7 separate regions of the Mus musculus genome follow, and regions 2, 3, 4, 5, 6 and 7 are each linked to region 1. A link is a contact called in public HiChIP or PLAC-seq and promoter capture Hi-C data. All regions are on one chromosome and are shown on one strand. The core of a region is the stretch at or near the end of the contact, and the rest is flanking DNA. Distances in the headings are between cores, read along the strand shown. Region 1 holds the start of Tbx18 (T-box18). Region 2 holds the start of Cep162 (centrosomal protein 162). Region 3 has its middle 79 kb from the start of Gm28231. Region 4 has its middle 71 kb from the start of Cep162. Region 5 has its middle 100 kb from the start of Cep162. Region 6 has its middle 130 kb from the start of Cep162. Region 7 has its middle 28 kb from the start of Gm23176.

Region 1 (3,450 bases), core at 340-2,839:
CTTCACGCGGGAGCTTCACACAGGGCCTTGAGTTGTTTGCTTAAACTCTACAGACTTCGTCCTAGACTCTCCCTACTAACCCAGAACTTTCCAGGCTGCCTCTTCAAGCTTTCTGGTTGGCTCCCGCTTTAGGCCAAACTTCACTAACCGGGTTGAACTTATTCAGGATACCACATCACCCTACACTCTGATGAGTCTGCGAGAGCTTCTCCAGACAGCTTCAAGCCAGTAGGCTACACCGGCTCCCAGTGCCCCAAATAAAACAATGTCTTCCAATTGAACGCATTTTTCAGGCATTTAAAAATCTGCATCCACAGCAAAGATATTACCAAGTCCTTTCTGGCCCAGGCCTTGCAGGCGCCTCTAGGCACTCGCTGCTTGGTTCAATTTCTTCCCAGCACTCCAGTCCTGAAGGAACTGCAGGTTTCTCTATCTATGATTTAAAAACAAAACCCTCCTTCCGGGGTTGATGGTACTTTCAGAGGCCATTTTCCTGAATGCCGAGGAGAAGCCAGAAGAAAGCTAGGACTGCAGTGTTTAAATGAACATCGAATAAAGGAGGCAAAGCAAAATGAAACAAAACGAATCGTCCCTGGCCTATTTTATACTAAAGATTTGTGCACATAGTGAATTTTATTCTACAAGTGATTTTTTTTATTATCCCCATCAAACCCACATCCTGTTAATCCTAAGAAAATGTTGAGTTTAAACAACAGAACTGCACATACATGTTTGCGATCGTTCAATTCTAGAGTTCTGCTTTCTTTTGAATTTATTTTAAAGAAACACGCCGATTAAAAAAAAAAACCAATATGAATACGAAGCTACTTTTAACATACAGAACTTTCAAAAAACATACAGAAATTCATAAAACATGGTTTACTTTGTGAAGTTTTGAAGTTAAACCTATATCATTAAAGACAAACAGAATTAAAATCCCAGGACCTACGTTTTAAAATAATTAGTCCTAAATAAAAGGAGACACCTTTCCTGAATCGGTTATATGAAGGTCTGAGAGATATTACAATGATTAATTTTTAAATCTAAAAAATATCAAATATGCGTAAACTCATCTCACGTAAGAAAAAAATCTTCGGAGTAAGATTCAAGCCCGTGGTCATTCTCTCCATACAGTGGGCATCAATAGATGCAGGAATGTTTAAGTGAGAAACAACAAACTGTTGGCTGTAAGTTCCTGCCTCCTCCAAATGTACTTCTTAGCCCCATGGACAGGGATGAGAGACCGGAGATTTAAGGGTCCTTGAAAGATCCTCTATACTACTAGTTACGGATCTCTTTTCTCGGTTAAACCCTGAGGCTCAGCCTTTCCTGGTCCTGATAAGAAAAGCCTGAGAAGCGACTGGGTTGGCGGGTGTCAGCAAAAGAGGGTTCAGCTTTCTAGAGACTGGCAGAGACGAGCCAGATGGCGGCGCTTTTCGGTCTGAGATTTTCCGACCTTGTAAGGAAGTGGGCGCGGGCTGAGCGGAGTTAGATTCTCCTGATTGGTAAACCGTTTCGGTGATGGACAGCTCCATAGGACCCTCCCCCGCCGCTTTATTGACACTAATGAGCAAGTTCTTCCCACCGCTCTCCTGCCTTGAAGTGCTGACAGATCAAGGCAACAAATTTCAATTACAATCCCTAATTTGTGTCCGCAGAGTGTTTTTTTTTTCCCCGTGTTAGTCCTCTCGGGCTCATCAGTCGAGGCAGATCTTGGAGCAGCAGGAGGAGGTGGAGGGTTTGGGAGTCAAGAAGTGCATCATTGAACTCGAGGGAGAGACAGAGGGAAGGAAACTTGGCGGCCGCGTTCCTGCTTCCTCGGATCCCAACGCCAGAGAAAGAGGAAACGGCAAATTTGTTTTTGCCCGCAGCTAGGAAGGGGACAGATCTCGGGAGGCATCGGGAGCTGCGGAGCGTTTGGTGGGGGGCCAGGAGGGCGAGCGCGTGCGTGCGCCCCAGCCGCGAGTATATGAGAGAGGGGCGAGCGGGCTCGGGGAGGCGGGGATGGCGGAGAAGCGGAGGGGCTCACCGTGCAGCATGCTAAGCCTCAAGGCGCACGCCTTCTCTGTGGAGGCACTGATCGGCGCCGAGAAGCAGCAACAGCTTCAAAAGAAGCGGAGAAAGCTGGCCACGGAAGAGGCGGCGGGGGCGGTGGAAGACGCAGGCTGCAGCCGTAGCGGAGGCGCGGGGGAGCACGGCTGCTCGGAGGCCGACGAAGAAGCGGCTGCCCCGCCGCCGGCAGCCGGGGCGGCGTCCGGGCCAGCGCGGAGCTGCGCGGACGCGGAGCGGAGCTGTGGCTCCCGCGGAGCGGCGGGTGAGTCGATCGATCCCTTCCTGCCCCAGCGGCTTCCCGGTGCGTCTCCGCCCGGCTCCCGCGAACCTGAGCTTCGGTGAGGCAGCGCTAGCGCCCGCTCCTCCCGGGCCTCCGCCGCCGAGCCCCGGGGGCAGGCGTTGAGCCGTCGGCCCCGCACACCGTCCATCCGCGGCTCTCTGCCCGGCTCGGCGGGCTGCCGCCGTCCTCGCCTCTGCGCCGGGAGGGTTCGAGCCCAGGGCTGCCGCTGCTTTTCACTTCTCTAAGTTTTAGGGGCCCCCGGGGCGCGTGCGGGAGGGCGCGGGCTAAAAGCGCGGAAAAGGGCTCGGACGCCCAGAAGTTGGGTGCGCCAACCGGGGAGGCGGCGGCGAGCTCGCCCACACTCTCTGCCCTTCTGAACGCGGAGCGCTACTCCTCCGGAGCCCAGGGCGCCTCGGGGCGGGCTTTTAGCTCTCTTCTATCCGCTGTGCTGCGGGGCCCGGAGAGCCAGCAGCCCGGAGGATTGCCTGGAGCGGGGTTTGGGGAAGTTCTCAGAAAGTGCCTCGCGCGAGGCCCAGAGGCCCGGCGGCCTCCTGGGGCGGAGGGAGGAAGGGGTGACCGGAGCAGATCCCGGCAGCGGCCGCAGTGAGATCTGCGCCCAGGGACAGTGAGCTCGGGGACAGGTCTCAGGCCCACAAGGCGGGGCGCATGGGGAGTTTGCGGGCCTGGCTCTGGGACATAGGAACTCGGTGGGACCCTAAAGGCCTCAAGGCAACTCCGATCGCCCCGCGCGGCAGGACTGCGGGCAGCTGTCCTAGGGCCTGGCCCTGAGATGATCCTCAAGGCCGGATCGCCCCCTCACTGCTTCCCCGTCTCTACCCTCTGCTGTCCAGGCAGCTGTGAGGATGGCTTCCTGCAGGGCGCCTCCCCGTTGGCATCCCCGGGAGGCTCCCCGAAAGGGTCTCCCGTACCTGGCTTGGCACGACCGGGGACCCCGCTGCCCGCGCCGCAGGCCCCGAGAGTAGATCTGCAAGGAGCGGAGCTCTGGAAGCGCTTTCACGAAATAGGCACCGAGATGATCATCACCAAAGCCGGCAGGTAAGCTTGAGTCTCCGTGTGTCCTGGGACTTTGGCCTCACCGGACCCTGGCCGCAGCTCTG
Region 2 (3,450 bases), core at 578-3,077, 480 kb after region 1:
CCTCTGCTCTCTTCCTCTGCTCTCTGCCTCTCTCTCTCTGCCCCTCTCTCTGCCTCTCTCTGCGTCTCTCTCTCTCTTCCTCTCTGCCTCTCTCTGCCGCGCTCTTCCTCTCTTGCTCCTGAGTAAGCAATAAAGCTTTGCCGCAGAAGATTCTGGCTTGTTGCGTCTTTCCTGGCCGGTCGCAAACGCGCGTAAGAGAACACTAGAGCTCAAAGGGAAATCTAGAACAAGCACAAATAGGGTTTTCATATTAACTAAGGTTATGTCATAGAAATTTGTTTTCTACAATCTTGCAACACCCTATGAGAAAATTAGCAACCCCCACCAAGAATTGTTTTAGTAGTCTGGTGCGGGTAAAGCTGAATTGGAAAATCTAACGAAAGATGGATAAGGTGAAAATAAACTAACAGTTTGGGAGACGAGGCCTAACTTTCTGTTTCCCAGAAATGAGACCCTAAGTCCAGGAACCTGTGGTCAGCAAACCAAGCCACAGGCAGCCAATCTGTGGACACCTTGTCATCTGGCCTGAAGTAAGAATAGGTATCTAGAATGGATAAGAGATCCCTCCCCACCCCAAACCTGGGAAGTCTCCAGAGCCCTAACCAATTGTAGAATCAGTCAAACTTCTAGAGATAGAGCTAACCAATCAAGGCAAAATGGCACAAATTCCTCCCTGGAATTCCCCTAACTGACAAATATAAAAGCTAGGCCTGCAAGCCCACTCACTACATGTGTCCATTCCTGAATGAGGAGACCCCTCCTTGCAGGAAATTCTGCTGAATAAACATTCTTTGCTTTTGCATACTACTTAGTTTAGGGTATCATTCTCCCAAGATCTTGGACCCTAACAAGTTGATGGTAAAAAATAACTATGGTGAGTGAGACTGAAATGAGACCTCAAGTGGAAAAAAATCCCCCAACTTTCTCAGCTTGTGTACATGACTAGCCACCATAGCTCTTCTTGCCGCACTCCTTTAACAGTTGTCTGGGCTACTTGTCTGCTTCACGGAACCCACGTCTATAGGGCATGGAATGTGCTCAATTCAGTATGTACTAAAAGAAAAGCCATAAGCTGAATTAAGTTGACTTGTAAATTGTAAAATTTAAATAATGTACATAATGCTCTCACCAAGCTTAAAATGGTAGCTTAAAACAGGTCTCTATTATTGCATTTTAATCGGATAGTTTCTGGCTTGTACACACTCAGATGTCAATATGCATTGTTGAGTGAAAAGTTCAGGCCAGAAAGGAGGTACAGAACTATGTATACCAGAGGCAAAGACCTTTACTGTTTGAAGATTTTACTTTCATTCCAAAATGTTGTCTTCTGATTTGGTGTGCCTGTGTATACGTATCCAGAGAGCGAAAGAAAGAGGAGAGAGAGAGCGGGTAAAAAAGTAAAATAAAATAAAAACTCAAGCAAACCACTGCAGAAGAGAGCTTTGAAAAGCAGGATACCAGAAAAACCAGAGCTGCTGAACTAGTGCAAGGCTCTCACTGAGAATCTTGGTATTGTGTATTTTCAAATGCTTGTCCACTGGGTGGCGGACATCTCTTCTAACACCGGAATTATTTCTAATGCATTTGTACTTTTCTCATAACACCCACACAAGGCTTATTACTTGAAGGAAATCAACCCTCTTACACCGTTTTTAAAACTTTCAACCTGGACAGTAGCCTTCAAATGAAAAGGGTGGGAAAGGCTGGAAAGAAGAGCAGCTCGCTGCGGAAGGACGAGCACAAAGGGACTAAACTACAACTCCCAGAAAGCCACGCGCTGGCTCTAGATGGTGCGCTTGCGCCTGGGTCTTCCCGGCCGGCTAGCTGAGCTCGGGATTTCCGGGAGTAAGAGAAAGCGGGATGTGCACACTGCTGCCGCGCCCACGTCCCTTACGGCCGCCACATCCTGCAGAGCCGTGAAGGTTCCAATCTTTATTTGAGAGTCACCAGAAGACTGACAGCTTGTCTGGCTGCTCCCTGGGTCACGTGGCAGGCAGGATCACGTGACACCCGGGAGCCCGCCTGTAGGGGTCTGTTGCCCTGACAACAGCCCGCTCGCCGGGACTTTCCGGGAGAGCGCGGGCTCCCAGGAGCAGGTAGGTGAGGCGTTGTGGCTGTCTGCGACCCTGTTGTTGTTTCCAGGTTGTACCTCAGGCAGGGTCTCCGAACTTTGTTTTGCGCATTACTCCGCTCCTCTGTCGGGACTCCAAGTCTTTGCTTCGAGCTAGCCCCCAAATCTGCGCTTCCTGCAGCCTGGACTGAGCTGAGGGCCCTTTCGTGGGGTTTGCCTCTGACTAACCTGTTTGTCCAACTCCTCATCCTGACCCTAAGACCTCTTAGTCGAAAATGCAAATAAAAGCACTAAGTATTCCACTGAAAGATGGTGGGCAAACCTGCTGCCGTCCCTTAGAAAAGAAAACTAGCGTTTGTTCGTGTTGCCCTAAAGAGTTAAATCCAAAGGTTTAGGACAGATCTGAAGATGGCCTCTCCTAGCTGAAGTCCAGCTTTGAGACAACTTGACTAGATCCCATTAAAGGTGCTCGCGGCATTGTTTCTTTTAGCCTGCCTTTGCTTCAAGAGAAACATAAATAGTAGTTAATGTGTGTCATTAACTTCCAAGGGTATTCTGTGCTCGTTGGGGATGTTTTAAGACAGGATTGCACTATATAGCTCAGACTAACCTGAAATTCAGGCTTGTAACTCAGGCTAACCTCCCAACTAAAGAGCTGTCTGTCTCCTAAGTGTAGAAATCTCTGGGATGCACCACTAAATTCTTTATTATATTCTGAGTCTTATAAATTCACTTAGTTTATGTCTGGAAAAAAATCCTGATTATAGAAAGTCTATTTTGCAAAACCCTTAATTTGAAAATACGTGAATCCGGAAGCACAACCTGTATACTGTGCTTTACAAGAAAAAATATTAGTCTTTCCACTCCTGCTCTTTTAATTTTTTTTTTTTTAATATTCTCTGTGAGGACCTGGATTCTGAGAGGTATTAGCAGAGACAAATACATATACAGTGGAAAAGATCCTGGAGCCCACCTCTTAGCGACTGGATGAAATGTAATGATCAACCTTGAGAAGACATACTTCATAAGCTACTTTCCCAAGTCAGTTAGCTTCAATGAATTAGACCTCCAATGGTGTCTCGTAATTGCAATATAACTGTCAAGTTACATCATATATATGTGTGTACATATATAAAACTGTCTTGAGAAGTTGAAGTTTAAAGTAGTGTTGTTTTAATGATGTTTAATGATTGTTTTCCTCCAGAGGTGTTTATTTTTCCATCTGTTTCTGTCATTTAGTGTTTCCAATGCTGTGAATAATTTTAAGATACTTGCTTTGTGACGTGAAAATTACTAACCATGGCTCACTATTTCAAAGTAGACCTTGATGAAGAATTTGAACGGTTTATGAAGGAGGTAAGCTCAAGCTGTATTTATTG
Region 3 (3,450 bases), core at 339-2,838, 450 kb before region 1:
ATGGAAGCACGTTGGCAGAGTGATGTGGGGAAGCTTGCGTAATGTAAAATGCTTGTCAGCACCCTGCCTCGATTGAGCCTGTGCTTACGAGCACCTCCGTTTAATGAGTCCAATATACACCTATGAGTTTTTATAAGCTAACACAAAAGCAAGTAAAGGAGGTGAAACGCATATGCTTTCTTTTTATTTATTTTTTTGACTAACTGCGATATTTCAGGTGCTCACCTATGAGACTTTCAATATCTATAAAACTTCCGTTGGGAACAATTTCTGGAAGCAGTCGTCTGCGTCTGGAGTCTAGGTTTACACAGTCCTCTGAAGAGGCATCATGTCCATGGTTTGAAAATATGAATTAAAGTGGCTCCTTTCCCCCAATCTATAGTCTCGATTTCATATATTTTGGCTAGAAACTAAGCCCTCTGAATAATCTAAATAGCCCCTTGATCCATACAGTTATTATAAAAAAAATGTCTGCCAAACGGTCAGTAAATGGAATAATTGCAAGATGAATGAAGCTCTTGTCATAGAGTTATCTGATTAACTGAAGCTTGAAAATAAAAAAAAAAAACCACTCCACCTTCTTACTTTATTAATGAAAATCTTTGGACCATTGTCCTAACCTTAGTAAATTCAAAATAGTAATCATGATAAAACTATTCTCCAGTGGCTAAGAATTCTGTTGTGCTTGAGGCTCCTATTCTTGAACATTGACTCTCATTGGAGGATGTTTCTAGGACGCCATGGATTGTTCCATAGGATTATGTAGTTCAAGTTTAGATGATTCCGCTAACCGAACCTTAGGAAATGGTGCTTTTTTTCCCCCCTTCCTTTGTCCTTTGTAGAGAAAATGCTGAAAAAGACTGACAGTGTTAGTAAGAAACAGGTTTGCTCAGATGTAGCTTAAGACATTGTAAAGCTGTCTTGAGCATTCAAGAATGTAGTGGGTTTTGCATGTGCCAGAACCCTTTAGCTTACAGCACCCCCACTCCAAGATCAGAAAGTTCAGGGATCCACAGAGCCGAAAGAAGCATAGCTCTAGCCAGAAAGAGTGACAGCGTGCACAGTACATATTGTATATCACCCCCTTTTAAGAGACACTTTTCAAAGAAGACATAAGATGAGAATTCCCTAGCTGGACTCTCCACTCTCATCATTACAGCATCGTTGGCACAGCAGTTCCCTGACATCTGTACCAAAGATGTTGCTGATTGCAGAACACACAATACGGGCAGGGGTTGTCAGCTGCTCTGGGTTAGTGCAGCTGATGTAATCACCAGAGTTTCATTCATAACAAGAACCCGTCTTATATGGCCCCTTAACCACTCAAATATGGATTTGTGCGGCTTGGGTCAGAGTTCAAGTGTGTATGCAGCACAAAGCAGTCCAGAATGTTCTGGTAGATATTTTATTTGCCAACAATGTTTCTTTCAGTTGTGTCCAATAAAAATAGTTTGAGTGGATGGATGGTGTGGAGAGACAAGGTTCTCATACCTATAGGTCTCTCTGATCTTTCACCCCCCCTACCCCATGAGATCTCGACTACACTTTTCATCAAAAGCACCAGAGACACGCTTCTTCAGGATTGATTCTCAGGCCTGCTTTGCAGCGATTGATGATGTGTGCTTTCCTGGTGTAGCCATGTGGATAGTGTAACTGATCTTCTCTTACTAGGCAGTTAATGAGTGCTTTCCTTTGCCTGGCAGGCTTCTACTTCTTTTTAAAGCTCTGCTTGGGCTGCCCCTCTGCAAGGCAAAGCACCGTCCTCCAACACCTCTGCTTCTGCCCTCGTAACATTGTGTGTTTAGAGATGTTGGAATACTCACACTGCATTAAAATGTTGTGTTTATATCTGTCATTCTCTCTAATAGGTGCGCTTCTCTAGGGCAGTGACCTTGGCTAGCAAAGGAATATCTCACAGTTTTCAGACAACTTTAGCTGGTGTGCAGGAGTTGGATTTTAAGGTGTCACCTGCTTCTAACACTCAGTTATATTCAATTATATCTGAGAAAGATTTTTGCTTTATCATTCCTTTCCAGTTGTTCAGCTCATGACAAGAAGAAATTCTGAGCTTGCCTTGCATATATTATTATTGTGCTCCTATCGCTAGCATTACGACTTTTTACTAGTATTAGGAGAGATTAACTGCAAGGCCCACGGCTTGGACCAATCAGAGTTTTGCAATATTGTTTGGTAGTCACCATGTTTATCTATTTATGTTATCTTCTACTTATGACAATTGTTGCTCCTTTTCACTTATGATTGCAATGTGCAGTTTCCTGTTTTAATAGAATTCATCTCAGTAGAACATGAGTTAAATTTGGAAAGAAGGAAACGTGAGCGGTATGCAAGGCTGGCTCCAGCAACACCTCACCATGAGGCTGCATCCTAACCCTTCAGCAGTCAAATGGAAGTGATCAAAGCCTACAGAGAAACAAGATCACATGAAGTGCGGCATGCAGGCATTGCAGAAGCATTGTAAAACACACAGTTGCTATTATTGCCTTTCTGATAATGCCCAGTCAGGGCTGTGTATGGCTTGCATTTCTGTCCACAGGATCTTGAGCTTGCTCCCTGAACTCCCCAGAGCATTGCCTTGTGTGGTATTTGGTACCATATCCCTTACAGGAACATTGTGAGGATTTTCAGGATAATCCAGGCTTCCTTTTACCCACCTACTTGGGAGCAGGGGGAAAGATGGTGAACATTTATGGAGGATTAACATTAACAGATGGGTTCAAAAGTATTGAGATATTCAAATATGTGCAGAAGTTAGTGATTAAGGGCACCTCTAAGATGGTCATTGTATGTGTGTGTCTGTGTGTGTGTTTGTGTGTGTCTCTGGGTGTGAGATAGTTAAAGAGGAGATGATCACAACTTCCCATCTCCATAGTGTTCAAAAGCGTAAGAATAAATTGTCAGCTCCTTTTCCAGACAAATGCTTTGTAGTAACAAAAGGCAGAGATAGAATAAAGACAATCCATTACACATAGCAGTTGACACTGTCTTTTCCGCAATAAAATTTAAAAATCACCTATATTTCAGTATAAATTGGAGTCACTTATAACTATTTAAGTGATAGTTTATATAAATATAAAGGTATAAACTTAGTCACCTTAAACTGTATTTACAATGACAGAACTATCTTTATTTTTCTATAACTCAAAGTCATATTTTTTGTTTTGTTTTGTTTTGTTTTGTTTTGTTTTGTTTTGTTTTGTTTTGTTTTGTTTTTTCGAGACAGGGTTTCTCTGTATAGCCCTGGCTGTCCTGGAACTCTCTTTGTAGACCAGGCTGGCCTCGAACTCAGAAATCCACCTGCCTCTGCCTCCTGAGTGCTGGGATTAAAGGTGTGTGCCACCACTCCTGGGTAAAGTCATATCTTTTTGCCACCCAGATCACTATAGAAAACAGAATCTTAAGAATCTTATAGAAAACATGTTCTCTCATGTT
Region 4 (3,450 bases), core at 562-3,061, 400 kb after region 1:
TTGTGATATTATGTCTCTTAGAAATGACAGGGAAGCCAAACCTATGACACCTCAATAACATAACTGTTCAAATACAACCTAAACAAAGACAACACCATTAGATATGCTAACATAGAAGGCAGACGGAAAGATCTTAGTGGGTGTCTCGCCCCTGAACAAAGATTTAGTGACAATTAAGGAATGCTGAGAGTGGGAGGGTTAGTCTTCAGGGTGAGCCCCTTATTTGGGTATCCAATACCAAGTGGTCAGAACTGGAGCCAGCATGTTGTGTTTATATACTTATGGTTTGTGTGTATGTAATAATAACAATGAGAGAAAGTTGGGTCATAAATTTGAGAGAGAGAGAGAAAGAGGGAGAGAGAGAAAGAGAAGGAAGACATGAGAGGGGTTGGAAGAAGAAAGAAGGGGGGATGACATGATTATATTTTAATTTAAAACTAGAATATTTCAACAAGAAAATGTTTTCCATTTTCCATTCAATGCAACACTGTCCTACCCAACTCACCCACAGATGTTCCAAGAGCAATTCATACAGGTAAGTTTTGTGAATGACAAGCTACCAACAGGAATGAAGGCTGCCAACGTAACTTGCTTTGTAGCTGCTTAAAGATAAGGCAAGCAGTATTGCTGGAGTGGGTAATAACATTTCAGTAGTTGATGCTTTGCCTTGGCAAGTCACAAGGGAGGAGAAGCAGTAGGCAAAGTTCTGCTCTAGTAGGAGCCAGGAGCTAATTACTGAGCTGAGTGTCTTGATTTCAGCAGAACATACCATTTAAGTAAAATTGGACACGAACACTACATTCAGAACCTCTGTTATCGCATGGTAATTATACAAAGGTGTTTCGTTATCACATTCCCATACAGAACCTCACTGATGGTAAGGATCCTTTAACCTCATGTAGTTAAATGTAGAAATCTCTAATGGCCAGTTCCACAGAGAGGTAGTAATGGTTACATCGTATACTTGCTACTACATAGATTGCGGCTAGATGTATTACAAACCAATTGCTTTTTGTTATAGTTGTCACTGGATTCTAAAATTGTCCAGTAAAGTTCTGCGTGAATTTGGCTACTGTGGTCTCTTTAGAAATTAACTTGACTCAAAACATCAGTGTCTAACACTGTGATTGCTTTTTCTTACTTTCTTCCCCTCTGACTTCCTCACTCTTTCCTTCCCTCCTTCTTCCTTCCCTCCCTTCTTTCTCCTTCCTCCCTCCCTCTCTCCCTCCTTCCTTCCTCCTTTCCCTCTCTATCTCCCTCTCTCCCTCTCTCCTTGACTCCCTCCCTCCTTCTCTTTCCTTCATCTATTGAACAGAGAACTATTTTTATTACAATACAACCAAGGCAGCCTTTCCCTCATGATGCTGAACCATGAAGGAGTCATAAGAAAGTCCCCAGGGAACGGTACATCGTGGGATATTTGCTAAGGAGACACATATGCAGATAGCTCTGGAATGTAACCAAGAAAGGGGAGATCAGAGGAACACTTCGCTGAACATCAGTGTGATTGGCAGTTGGAGACACTGCTCCAAGGCCAGTAAGTGGGATGAATCATTTTCCATAGCGTTGTCTACAACCAGACCAGTCTCTTTCCACACCTCCTCCCCCCCCCCCCCAGCTTACTGTTCTGCCAAGCTCCTCTTGCTTATTTAAAGCACCTCTTTAAAACTGTTGCCCTTAAAGAACTGAGATCAGGAAACTGACAGCTCACAAAACAGCTTGCTGGCACAAGGGCTCAAAGGAGCAGCCCCTAAGAGCAGAGGCTCTACTCTTAGCCCAAGTACAACTTGCTGTAATCCCCCTGCCTTCTGTGTGTTTGTAATACAGGCCTCCTTCATTACAGATGCTTTGAAGATCTCACCTTCTCCCATTACTCTGTCTTCTACATAAAATGGCCACAGATGTGAGACTGTTAGAATGTGTGAGAACTGCAGCTGATAATTCATAAACCAATAGGGCTCAAACTTTGTTCAGATTTGGTGTTGGTAAGAGGGCCTGTTGCTGCAGGAGCACCCCCTACTGTCTATAAGGAGAAGTACTAGAACTGGAGACAAGCTTGGAAACACCCGTGTACACCTAGTGTCTAATAACAAGCAGTTACTGGCAGACGTTCTGAGAAACAAGAGCAAGGAGGTTGTGCATTCAAATGGTCAAACTAAACACCTTAATTTTGTCACTTTTTCAAACTAATATATTTAATAATTTTCCATCTTCTAGAACAACTATCACCACAGGATATGAGGTTTGACTAAATTCTAAGGTCTTGGAGGGGTTTCACTTTGATTTTTGTTTGTTTGTTTAAGTTCTTCTTAAAATGTAGTCCAAGCTGACTGTGCAACAACTGAGCAAAATGGAATGACACAAAGAAAGATTTCAACAGAGCCTGCTTGTATAAGAAAGGACTCAAAGGTGCAATATTGGCAATTGTCCCAGAGACATCCATAAATATAAACAGGACATAATCAGAAACAAATTGGATTTCTTAATGAGTACAAGTTGATGCTAAGCTCATATCTAAAGAAGTAGGCAAGAGTTATCTTGTTTGATATATCGAATATCAAACATGATGAAAAATTACTGTAACTGAAATATCAACAACACTAGCCAAGTGAAGTTGCCAGAAACAGACCCGTGTATTTCAAGTGAGACAGAATTGATAAAAGCATCCCGCAACTTAATTGAGAGAAGATTAAATGAGAAATGTTGAGAAAATCAGTGAAATCCTTCTCTGAAGACCTATCCAACAAGAAGTTATAGCTGGGGGAACTATCTAAGCAAAGGAAATCATAAAAGCAACAGGGAAAAGTGTAGGACGGGATTTGGGTCGTTCTAGGGAAAGTAAATGTTCCCGAACCAGACAGAAAATGAGCCGCATAGTTGGGAGGATGAAGGGGATTGGTGGGAGGGGCTGTGAAGGAGAGAGGCTAAAAGGGAATTGGACAGCAAATATATATTAGGTACATGTATAAAAATGTCATGACTGCATATGCAGCAGAGGATGGCCTAGTCGGTCATCAGTGGGAGGAGAGGCCCTTGGTCCTGTGACGGGTCTATGCCCCAGTGTAGGGGGAATGCCTGGGCCAGGAAGCGGGAGTGGGTGGGTTGGTAAGCAGGGGAAGTGGGGGGGGGGGATAGGGGTTTTTTGGAGGGAAACCAGGAAAGGGGATAACATTTGAAATGTAAATAAAGAAAATATCTAATTTAAAAAAAAGGAAAATTGAAAAAAGAAAAAAATGTTATGACTAAAACTCATTACTACATATAATTAATGTATACCAATAAAAATATTTTTAAATTTTAAAAGATGAGTCATAGCTCCAGCCAGCAAAAGGAACACATTATCATGCAATTTCATTTAACATGTTTGTGTTCCTCCCATTTATTTCTGATTTCTCAATTACTCTTTTATTTTATTTTATTTTATTTTATTTTTATTAGATATTTTCTTTA
Region 5 (3,450 bases), core at 704-3,203, 370 kb after region 1:
TAATAAAAAATAAAATAAAAAAGTGGTAAGTTTGTGTATTTATTTTATTTTACTTTATATGTGTGCATCTGAGTGTATGTATGAACATCATGTGCATACAGAAGCCTGTAGAAGTCAAAAAAGGAATTGGATCGCCTAGAAACAGGCAGTTCAGAGCTGCTTCATGGGTGCTGGGAACTGAACTTGTGTCCTCTTCAGTGGCAGTAAGTGTTCCTAACCACTGTTTCATCTCTCTAGCCCCAAGGACAGTAACTTATCTAAAGTTACAAAAAGGTATTAACAAATTAGACTGTGACTGGCTCTGCTCTCTAGAACTATATCAACCACCACTGTGGACGATTGCTATATAATAACTCAAGAACCAAGAAAGTCACTAGATCTTATGTATAGGACAGCACTTTTGAATGGTGAAGAGAAAAACAATTTGAGCTGGAGACAAAGGTGTTAACACAGCCATGCCAATGTATAGATGTATAAGTACTCTTACTTATGTTGGGGCTATGCTTAGCTTGGAAAATATCTTAAGTCACAACCATATTGAGTCCAGCTTCTCTCCTGACCACGTTGGCTTAGCAAGAGCTGGCACTGTGGAGTGTGCGCTATTTCCCCTCTGATCACAGGGCAGACTAGAACTGTTGTTCCCGTTCGCCTATAGCTCTGCATCAAGAGGATCATATTGCTTAGCAGCAGCCTGGGAAAGAACTATAAACTGAACCACCATGCATCAAAGATCAGGCCCCATTCAAGAGTGAAAGATCAAACCGTTTCCCCAGCTAAGCTAGACACACAACATGTCAGGTTTGAAAAGTCTCTCCTGTCACAAATTTCCAGGAGAAATCATGTGGCATGGTGCTAACAGCCTCCAGCAGCTAGCTCCTAAAGTATGTGATCCCGCTATGCCAGGCCTCCTGTTAAGTTCTGTGCAGGTGCAGCCGGCTCTCCATGGGGAAGATTTTGAAACCTGGGTTAAATAACTCCTATGAGATCAGGCTGTTCTCACTGAAAGAACTGAGGCGTGAGCACAAAGCTTTTGACAGTATTTACCAAAGACCTACTATGCACCAAGACTTCACCAGGAATGGGAGTATCTAGAGGTGAGGAAGACAAATAGATACTTCTGTTTCACGTGATTTTATTCTGATAAAGGGAAATTGGCATATGTGTTTGTGTGTGTGTGTGTGTGTGTGTGTGTGTACATATATATGAAAACATAAATATATACATAAAATCTGTGTGCATCAGTTCCAAGGCAGAGCCAGGCAGGGACATCTGAATGCAGGGAGCAAAGAGAGACACAGCCTTGCTCACAGTGAGCCTTACTGAGGCTTTTAAAGGAACCAAGCCACTGAAAACAGTGGCTTTATTGTACCAAACAGTTGCCGTAGCTGATTCATTTCAATCATCCCCTGGAAATTGTTAGCAGCAATATTAAAGGTAAAAAAGGAAAAGATGCAGGATGGCCTCAAGGGACCTTGGTCCCCAAAGTGGCACAGTGAAACCACAGCAGCCTGCTCTGACCGTTTGTGCTCCCACCACCTCCAAACCCCCAATCCGAGGTCCATCCAAGAGATGGGGAGGGACCAGAGGATTCTAGCATACTTTTCTGGCTTGTGAGGGTGGAAACTGATCCAGCCACTGATGTCAAAGGAAGGCAGGCAATGGGAAGGACTAGAGTGAGAGAGTGAGGGGCAGAACATTCCCCCCAGTCTCCTCACTCCACAATGAACTCTTATTTCTTGCCAGTTACAGAGTCTTTACCCTGTCAATCAACATCACCTCAGTTGACTGTAAGCCATGTGGATTTCATCAGGACTTCCATTATACACAGACTATCAAAGAAATGACTGTTTGGGTTTTAAAATAAATACAAGAGATGCTCTTGTAGAGTGTGACCCTATCACAGGGTGTAAGAAGGGAGATTTGTCCCATGCTCTGCAGTGCTTCCATGGTTCAAAGTGACATCATGAGGGCTGCAGGGATGCTGTGGTTATGAACACTGGCTGCTCTTACAGAAGTCCCAGTGCTTGGTTCCCAGTGCCCAGATGTGCAGCTTACAATTGCTCATAACTCTAGTGTCAGGCGATCTAATACCCTCTTCTGGCCTCCCTGCAGCCTACACACACTCACACACTCACACATACATGTTAAATGTGTTTTTAAGTGACATTTTACAACTACAGGAATAAACTTTGCAATTAATGTGAGCCTAATTTCTGGTTGTGTGGCTATAGCCATGATGCAAGACTAGAGGCCACCACTAACACTGCCCAGCAGGAGGTCTGTGATTGGTGTTCCCTCAGGCAGCTTGGTTTCTAATAAGAACTTTAATTTCATCATATGTCTAAATTTAAGATTCTTGTCTGGATGAAAAGCTGGAATGCTTTCAGTCATTATTTCTGCAACACATACATATACATATACATACACAGACACACACACACTCATATATGCACTCACACACACTCACAGTTCCATACATATATGTGCACGCACAGTGTCTTAGTCAGGGTTTCTATTCCTGCACAAACATCATGACCAAGGAACAAGTTGGGGAGGAAAGGGTTTATTCGGCTTATACTTCCATACTGCTGTTCATCACCAAGGAAGTCAGGACTGGAACTCAAGCATGTCAGAGAGCAGGAGCTGATGCAGAGGCCATGGAGGGATGTTCTTTACTGGCTTGCTTCCCCTGGCTTGCTCAGTCTGCTCTCTTATAGAACTAAGGCTACCAGCCCAGAGATGGTCCCACCCACAAGGGGCCTCTCCCCCTTGATCACTAATTGAGAAAATGCCTTACAGTTGGATCTCATGGAGGCATTTCCTCAACTGAAGCTCCTTTCTCTGTGATAACTCCAGCTGTGTCAAGTTGACACAAAACTAGCCAGTACACACAGTGAAGAGTAAGTCTCCCACAAGCAGTGTTTTATAGGCTATCCATGAGTCTACATACCTTTGAGAACATAGTCATACCTAGATTAAATGAACTGCTACTCTTACATGTTGTGGCATGTAAATATATTGTTCATTTACTATCTGATAGATGCAGTGATAATTAAAAAAAAACAGAATGTTAAGTTCCCTTCCTTTGTAAAGTCTATGGCAATGAAAGATTAAAGTAATAAATTAAATAAATAACCAATACACTAGCCATATAGTTGCCATAACAAGGAGACCATGATACAAAATACTGAGTATAACAGAAACCCAGTCTAGACTGGACAGTCAGATGTGAGTTCCTGGAATAAAGGTTGTGGTGGTTTGAATATGCTTGGCCCATGGGAAGTGGCACTGTCAGGAGAGATGTGGCCTTGTTAAAATGAGTATGGCTTTTGTTGTAGGAAGTATGTCACTGTGTTGGCAGGCTTTGAGGGTTCCTGGTGCTCAAACTCCACCACTGCGGAAGAGAACCTCCTCCTGGCTGCTTTCAGAAGGGAAGTGTTCTGGGCACCT
Region 6 (3,450 bases), core at 428-2,927, 340 kb after region 1:
AAATTAATTGTATAGCCTAAAGAGGTTACTTAAGTTGGGACTTCACCATCCACATTTTAATCAGAAACACACACACACACACACACACACACACACACACACACACACACACACACACACGATTTTCTAAAACTTGTGAATTTTGTAAAAATTTTCCAGTTTTCCAAATATAATTGAGATAGTACATTGAAAATCTGTGAAATAAGGATCCTGAAGTAATAAATTCAAGCCCAGTACTTCAATGAAGTTAGTATTGGCTTCTAGAAAGATTGAAAGACATCTTCCAAAACATCTTTACCAACTGACAAGAGATGGTGTAACTAAATATAAGTAGACAAGTCTCAGAGATACCACCATTCCCTGTGATACCTGACTCTCAGGAGACAGATGCAGGAGGATTGCTATCAGTTTGAGGTCAATCTATTCTCATCTAGAGAGTTCTGGATAGCTGAGTCTATACAGCAAGATCTTGTCTCAGAAAAACTAGGGTAAAAAAAAAAACAAACAAACTAATGACAACTGCCAAAGCAGTTGGTAGACTATATTTCTAGAGATCCTTTGGATCTATCTGCAGAATACACTCTTATCCCCAGGTGCAGTTCCAGAGTTCTTAGTTCTTAGACAAGGCCCTCTGCTTGTTCCTCTAAGCACTGGCTGAAACTACACAATTGTCCCTTCTCCAGAGAACACCCTTTGGCTGTCTTGTAGTGAAAGAGTGTCTCTCTTGAAAAACAGTTGGTAGCCAATGACAGCTGAAAATACAAAAGAACAGACCAACCCTCTGCCTCACACTGAGGACAACTCTGGTACCTTTTGCATCCTGAGGCTTCCCCCTGGAACCATGGGGAAGCTGTTTCAGATCAAAAATGTTCTCACTCCACTTTCTTCTCTCACTGTTTCTCTTCTTTTGAACATTCCCCATTAATGAAACACTTGATAGAAACCTCCATCTTGGATTGGGTGGCAGAACTCCAACTTAACATCAACTACCAGGCTGGTGGTGGATTATAAGCTTGGGTTCAACTCCTTTGTGAAAGGAGAAATGTCTTCTCAGAGAAGGAGCTAGACCAGTGATGTCACAGGAAAGGAAATCTGAAGAAACCTCCATGGAAACAATATTCTCCTGTTCTCTTCTTAGAATAAGATGATACATAATGTCAGGTTCAGAATAAGGGCTCAAAAAAAAGAGCCAAAAACTTCACTTGCCTTGTCATTAGTTCTTAAACACACACACACACACACACACACACACACACAGGAGGACTCTTCTCTAGGCTGCTTTAGTTCATCCTAAAGGGAGACCACCTGGAAATGTGGAATTCAAATCAGAATAAGAAGGTAGTATAAATTTGCCTAGCCCTAGAGGATCTTTGAGTACCAGCTTTCCCTGTAATTACTGGATAGTTGGGCAGCTGGTCAGTCTGTTATTTGGATTTCTGGTGAAATATCCCTATATCATTTACATATGAACTAATAACAACTAGTGCCCCAAATCAGACAGACACAGAATAACATGACTTTATAAGTTGATTGGACCAAACCAATGGTTCCTTCTGATTCATTGCCCAGCTTATGACTGGCCTAGAGAAATAAAACTGAGAGAGAAGAACTCCATGACCAAGATCCATAGAAAAACCTGGACCGGGAAGAGAGAGTTAATCTTTGTCCATCTGGTTTTTATTTTTCTCCGCCACACTCCATCAGCCACTACAAAATATCCCCATGTGTTCCTGGGTACTGCCGAGCCAGACATCTGGAAACAAGCACCCTTGTTTTTAAACTGTGATAACAATAGAAGAATTAGAGAAATTTCGTTAAATGCTTCATTATTCTAATGGGGAAAAACTCTAGCCATGAGAACTGTATTCAGGTCACTACTAGAAAGCGTGATTGCCATACGCTCTTGTCCTAGTTCAGGCATCTAACTCTGGTGTTTTGAATGTAGAGGCATGATTTGTTAGATGAAAAAAAAAAAAAACAAAACAAATAAAAAAAAAAGAGGCTAAAACCAAACAAGAGCTCTTATTTAGAAATGAAGAGCCAAGTCAGGAGTTAAGGACCTTCAGGCTAACTCCAATAAATAGAAAACACCAATGGATTTTTTTTTCATACCAAAAAGAAAACATTTGAACAAATAGGACTCTATCAAACACATGTGCATGTTCTTAATTGTGTTGCCTCTAAGCTAAAATTGCTCCCCAGTCTCAGATTAATCACATTCATAAAGTCACCAGACTTAAGCCTGGGCAGGAATTTTGAGCTTATCATGGATAACTCATTGATTTTGTTCTGAGTCTCAATGGCTAAGAGGTCTCAGCTCTGATGCAAACCTAGGGCATGAGGGAAGCTATCCCCAACATGACATGGCTGTGCCCCAGAGCTTACAGCCATAGACAATGCTAGCTCCCTTAAAATACTAAAATTATCTTAATTAAAGATATCGATGAAGCCCGGCGGTGGTGGCGCACGACTTTAATCCCAGCACTTGGGAGGCAGAGGCTGAGTTCGAGACCAGCCTGGTCTACAAAGTGAGTTCCAGAGCAGCCAGGGCTACACAGAGAAATCCTGTCTCGAAAAAAACAAAAACAAACAAAATAAACAAAAAATAAAATAAAGGTATCGATGGCATCCATTCTCAAGTCATGTATTCACCACAGAGGTGGCTGCGTTGCCTGCAATTTCTGCCTCTCCATTGTAACAAAATTGTGTTGTAACAAAAAATGCAATTGGTTTTTTAAATAATTTCTATTGGATTAAAGCACACTATTTTTAATTTCTTGATATGTTATCTTCAGATCAAAATCAGGCTGCCTGCCCACCACAGCCTGTGTGACAGGTACAATTCAAGGAGTCACAAAGACACTAGCCTTCATTCTGCCTGTTGCCAGAAAGTAACTGAACTCGGAACTCGATCTTCACATGCCTTGTGCTTGAAGATTCGACTCTACTGGGCTGCCTCATCAACACCAATGATGTAAGAATTCATGAGTTAGAATATCTCCTCCAAATGCAGGATTACAGCAGAGTCACTTCATTATAATTCTGTTCCAGGAGGATAGTTGACAAAAATGGTAAAATTAAAATTAAACAAAATCACTAGATTACACTAAAGTGCCATCCACTTTCATGCTATCCAGTAGAGTGAAGACTTGGCCCATCTTCTTGACACCAAATAAAAATGGACTACCTTGTACTTGCTTGGGGTTGTCAGGTGACCGTCTCCTTTGCTCCATTCAGTAGATGCCATCCAGATGTGTAAATTCACCTTACATCTATATTCTTTCCACTGTATGAGTCCCCTTTGTGGATTTTAGTAGGGATGAAAATAAAACAAGCCTGCACCTGAGCAGAGTTAACACTCAAAGTCAATTCTTTTTCTTTTTCTTTTTTCTTTTTTTTCTAAAGTCAATTCTTTAGGGTTTTCTAGACATTCAAAAGAAGAAAAACACA
Region 7 (3,450 bases), core at 684-3,183, 320 kb before region 1:
AGTGGTTCTAGTTGGTGAGTAGGTGTTGGTCTTGACACCACTGATGTCTGTAAGTGATATTTCAACTAGACTGTTTCCTGACAGTGGTATTTGGGGACAAAGTCGAATATTTTGTTATGCTTTGTCACTCAACGTCTTAAAACCAAAGTTGGTTGAGAATTTTAACTAGTAGTCTATAATGTGATCCTTATCAGTCATCTGAATGAATTAAAGAAGTAAAGAAATTACATTATACATATACATATACATATACATATACATATACATATACATATACATATACATATACATATACATATACATATGCATGTACATACATATATATGTACATATGTCCATGTGTTTATATATATATATGAGGGGTTTCTGTGTCTTCTTCCACTGCTGCAGAGCCTGTGAACACCACCAGGAAGAAATGATGATGAGGCTGGTGGATCCAGGAGGGCACACAGCCTCCCTCTAATGGTATCGGCAGAAATTATGGTCTAGACTTGTGCACTGTTGAAAACACCAAATGGCTTTTATTTCCCTAGCTCATGGGGTCATTGCTCTGTTATTGATGAGCCTTCAGAATGGTATTCTTCTAGCTCCTGCACATATGCCTCAGCAGACTCCTTAGATATCTGCTCTCAGACACTCTGTGGATTTCTGTCAGGACAAGGATGGGTTGATATTGATCTCAGGTATTCTGTCTTTACAGGTCATGTTTATTTCAGTATGTGCCTCCTAGTGTAATTATAATAAAATTATTGAAATCTTTGTCATGGATAAAACTTCCAGTTAACCCTTATCACAGACTGTGCTCTTCCCAGAATCTACATTGTATTGATTACCATCAGAAGGATGCAACAGATTCAATGGCATCCCTAGGCAGAGGACAACAGTGATAATGACACTGATGGCATGCCAGTGACATAGACCAAGTAGTATAAACTTATCAGCAGTTATATATCAGGTGCATTATATATATAAAAGTATACATGATATTATATTTATTAATTATATATTACCATATGTATATGTTATATACATACATATTATATACACATATAAGTACACATACAATATAGACATACATAATAAATGTATATAAACATGATGTATACATATTAAACATATGCTATTTATATGTTTTATTTCATCTCATTCTTACAGCTAGTGCATGAATATTATAATTCTATTTTATAGTAATAAAGGAAAATAAAACGGAGACACAGAAGCTAATTGTGTAACGTGCCCCATGCTGGTAAGTTTTCAGATGTGAGTCCACCCTGATGAACACAAGGTCGTGAGTGTGGAGAAGTGGGTGTGAAGGGAACCTTCCATGTGCAGGGCATGTGGCCCTCACCTTTGAGCATATGGCCGCATGGGACAGCACACATACTGTGCTGAACTGTGACTTCTTCAGGAATGATGCAGATAATCTTCAAAATCTGTCAACTCAGAAGTCTGACTGAGTGTCACTCTGTGACCTAAGCAAAACACTGATTTCTCTTATAAAAGAACTCAGTACTTTTGTACATAACTTTTTCCTATCAAGAAAAGCTAGTTTTATAGTCAAAATGCTAGATTTTAGGTAGATAATGAAATAGCTATGCCAGAGTTCTCTCCATTCTCCTTTGCCCCTTCAGAGTGTTCTCTTTCTGTTTCCTCGAGTCACAAACATCTGTTTTTGACCATCCAGCTAATTGGGCTCCATTGAGTGTTCTAATGAGGGCAGAGTGAGCGAGGGAACGATTTAATGCCCACAGAAAAGCATGTTTCTAATTGTATATCCGGTGAAGGTGGAAAGGTTAAAGTAATGAGCTGCTCGAGAGCTCTGGCCGAGAGCGAGGGCTTTGTTGTTTCACATTTCATCTCTGTTATTGTCACTGAGCCCCGCTCTTATTTCCACCGTGGCATTGATTGCCAAGAGGCACTGCTATTACGTTCCATTATCATGCCAGTTCTGAAGGAGGTCGGTCTGTTCTTACCACGCAGTGACAGTGTGCAGGCAACTATAATCACCCCGCTCTCTGTTGCACTCCTCAACATCTTGTATACAGCTGTGAAGGGCGGCATTAGTGCCAATTAATCTGGGGGCAGGTTTACTGAAGGAGGGATGTAGTCCAGTTTGAAAGGGATAGCCCTCGAGTTTTCCAAGTGGCATTTTGAAAGAAGAAGGAACTTTAACTGAAAGAAGCATTCATGTGAAGAAACTCTTGCTTTTAAGTTGCATGGAGATTGACACCTCTGGATAGCTCTAACCCCCCTGCATTCTCCAGAAAGCATAGAGGCAGAGTCCAAATCAAAGGAATGCATTTAATATCTCAAGGTACTTATATTTAAGAGAGTGACTAAAAACCTTATGGAAATGTGCTTTGGTGGAGTGGCACTTAAGTTAGTGGCCAGGGATAACAACGATGAGTGGCCATTTTAGCAATGGAGGACTCCATTTCTGTGAGTACATGAGTCCTTGAGATGCAGTGCTTGGGTGTGGCAGGGAAAACTTTTACTTTCATTGTTGATGGATAGCTTATATTTTTAAAGTGTCACAAGATAAAAATATTTAACCTTCGGTTTTAGAACTCAAAATTCAGTGTTTTAAAAAGGGAAATTAAACTATTCTGTATGTTTAGCCCTCTCCTCTCTGATCATGCAGTTTTAGTGTCTCAAAGTAACACACAGATGATTGAATGACTCATTTAGTTGGTTTAAGATTAAAGTATAATATTAATTCTGATATTTGAAAATATGTTTGACACACAAGATTGCTTTTCACACCCCTAAACATAACAATATCTCAGGATGCTCTGCTCTCTTCTATAAAACAGGGTACCATTTCCATATGACTTAGACTCAGCCTCCTGGCTGTCCAGCACTATCTTTTTTTCATTATTTGTTTAAAAAATATCTAATTTTTATGTTTGAGTGTCTTGTATGCATGATTGTCTGTGTGCTACATTTGTGCCTGGGATCTCAGGAGGCTAAAAGAGGGTGTTCAGTCTTCTGGAACTGGAATTATGGACAGATGTGAGCTGTCTTATATTATCTCTTCCAGGTTGCTTTGGTCATGGTGTTTATCATCAAAACTCAAACTAGAAGAGAAACTGGTACCAGGAAAGCAGTGTAGTGCTTCAAGAGATATGAACATGTCTTGGGGAAGATTGTGGAATCATTTGGAACTCAGGCTGGAAAGGCCAATTCTCAGAGCTTCCTGAGCTCTTAGGGGAGCTTGGAAGACATGCCTATCAGTGGAAGAGCAGACAACTGAACCTTGACTTGTGAAGTTTCAGAGAGTAGCAAAGATTCTACCAGTGCTTCTTAGTGCAAATTTAAGAGATATTTTTTTCCTCTAACCTGGCTAATTCTCAAATAATTGAGACAGAGACTATTAGATTTATTTAACAAGTCTTATGGCACAATAACTGAGAAGATATTTATTTATTCTAATCCTCTAAGCTAATTTAG

What was found. Promoter capture Hi-C pulls out the DNA fragments that hold promoters and counts their contacts. HiChIP or PLAC-seq counts read pairs in DNA pulled down with a chosen protein or histone mark.
Region 2: a contact with region 1 is called in a promoter capture Hi-C map of neural stem cells. The contact joins the promoter of Cep162 here to the promoter of Tbx18 in region 1. A contact is called at or near these places in 8 of 39 promoter capture datasets (the 3T3-L1 cell line, cranial neural crest, embryonic stem cells and 4 more), 10 of 484 Hi-C or Micro-C datasets (LSK cells, cerebellar granule neurons, cerebellum and 6 more) and 10 of 115 datasets of contacts at active chromatin or transcription factors (the NIH/3T3 cell line, astrocytes, craniofacial prominence and 7 more).
Region 3: a contact with region 1 is called in an H3K4me3 HiChIP or PLAC-seq map of craniofacial prominence, with 4 times the contacts expected there. The contact joins the enhancer-like site here to the promoter of Tbx18 in region 1. A contact is called at or near these places in 11 of 39 promoter capture datasets (the 3T3-L1 cell line, 3T3-L1-derived adipocytes, the HPC-7 cell line and 7 more), 8 of 115 datasets of contacts at active chromatin or transcription factors (the NIH/3T3 cell line, astrocytes, craniofacial prominence and 4 more) and 1 of 9 other capture datasets (adipose tissue).
Region 4: an H3K4me3 HiChIP or PLAC-seq map of embryonic limb bud shows a contact between it and region 1, with 5 times the contacts expected there. The contact joins the enhancer-like site here to the promoter of Tbx18 in region 1. A contact is called at or near these places in 7 of 39 promoter capture datasets (the 3T3-L1 cell line, 3T3-L1-derived adipocytes, cranial neural crest and 3 more), 1 of 484 Hi-C or Micro-C datasets (ventricular fibroblasts) and 4 of 115 datasets of contacts at active chromatin or transcription factors (craniofacial prominence, embryonic limb bud, embryonic stem cells and 1 more).
Region 5: a contact with region 1 is called in an H3K27ac HiChIP or PLAC-seq map of oligodendrocyte precursor cells, with 5 times the contacts expected there. The contact joins the enhancer-like site here to the promoter of Tbx18 in region 1. A contact is called at or near these places in 4 of 39 promoter capture datasets (the 3T3-L1 cell line, cranial neural crest and frontonasal cranial neural crest) and 6 of 115 datasets of contacts at active chromatin or transcription factors (craniofacial prominence, embryonic limb bud, neural tube and 3 more).
Region 6: an H3K4me3 HiChIP or PLAC-seq map of embryonic limb bud shows a contact between it and region 1, with 5 times the contacts expected there. The contact joins the enhancer-like site here to the promoter of Tbx18 in region 1. A contact is called at or near these places in 6 of 39 promoter capture datasets (the 3T3-L1 cell line, cranial neural crest, frontonasal cranial neural crest and 2 more) and 6 of 115 datasets of contacts at active chromatin or transcription factors (craniofacial prominence, embryonic forebrain, embryonic limb bud and 3 more).
Region 7: a contact with region 1 is called in an H3K4me3 HiChIP or PLAC-seq map of embryonic limb bud, with 4 times the contacts expected there. The contact joins the enhancer-like site here to the promoter of Tbx18 in region 1. A contact is called at or near these places in 7 of 39 promoter capture datasets (the 3T3-L1 cell line, cranial neural crest, embryonic stem cells and 4 more), 10 of 484 Hi-C or Micro-C datasets (embryonic fibroblasts, embryonic limb bud, embryonic stem cells and 3 more), 11 of 115 datasets of contacts at active chromatin or transcription factors (craniofacial prominence, embryonic forebrain, embryonic limb bud and 4 more) and 1 of 9 other capture datasets (adipose tissue).

Annotation. Positions count from the first base shown.
Region 1 is chr9:87,729,399-87,732,848 of GRCm38.p6, reverse strand. It overlaps Tbx18 (T-box18), which reads left to right and starts at 1,589. Exons shown (of 8, transcript NM_023814.4): 1 at 1,589-2,314; 2 at 3,184-3,388. The coding sequence starts at 2,005.
Region 2 is chr9:87,253,909-87,257,358 of GRCm38.p6, reverse strand. Cep162 (centrosomal protein 162) reads left to right here and starts at 1,827. Exons shown (of 27, transcript NM_199316.2): 1 at 1,827-2,096; 2 at 3,311-3,427. The coding sequence starts at 3,371.
Region 3 is chr9:88,179,414-88,182,863 of GRCm38.p6, reverse strand. No RefSeq gene overlaps it. Among named protein-coding and RNA genes, the nearest start is that of Gm28231, 79 kb to the left of the region's middle. Within about 2 kb of position 1,588, at least 5 of the 459 cell types and tissues checked have an H3K27ac peak or open chromatin away from gene starts, as enhancers often do. A contact at or near this core is called in craniofacial prominence, where this site is marked.
Region 4 is chr9:87,325,117-87,328,566 of GRCm38.p6, reverse strand. No RefSeq gene overlaps it. Among named protein-coding and RNA genes, the nearest start is that of Cep162, 71 kb to the right of the region's middle. Within about 2 kb of position 1,811, at least 3 of the 459 cell types and tissues checked have an H3K27ac peak or open chromatin away from gene starts, as enhancers often do. A contact at or near this core is called in embryonic limb bud, where this site is marked.
Region 5 is chr9:87,355,139-87,358,588 of GRCm38.p6, reverse strand. No RefSeq gene overlaps it. Among named protein-coding and RNA genes, the nearest start is that of Cep162, 100 kb to the right of the region's middle. Within about 2 kb of position 1,953, at least 4 of the 459 cell types and tissues checked have an H3K27ac peak or open chromatin away from gene starts, as enhancers often do. A contact at or near this core is called in oligodendrocyte precursor cells, where this site is marked.
Region 6 is chr9:87,385,953-87,389,402 of GRCm38.p6, reverse strand. No RefSeq gene overlaps it. Among named protein-coding and RNA genes, the nearest start is that of Cep162, 130 kb to the right of the region's middle. Within about 2 kb of position 1,677, at least 7 of the 459 cell types and tissues checked have an H3K27ac peak or open chromatin away from gene starts, as enhancers often do. A contact at or near this core is called in craniofacial prominence, embryonic limb bud and second pharyngeal arch cranial neural crest, where this site is marked.
Region 7 is chr9:88,047,889-88,051,338 of GRCm38.p6, reverse strand. No RefSeq gene overlaps it. Among named protein-coding and RNA genes, the nearest start is that of Gm23176, 28 kb to the right of the region's middle. RefSeq lists an enhancer at 391-2,762. Within about 2 kb of position 1,933, at least 13 of the 459 cell types and tissues checked have an H3K27ac peak or open chromatin away from gene starts, as enhancers often do. A contact at or near this core is called in craniofacial prominence, embryonic limb bud and second pharyngeal arch cranial neural crest, where this site is marked.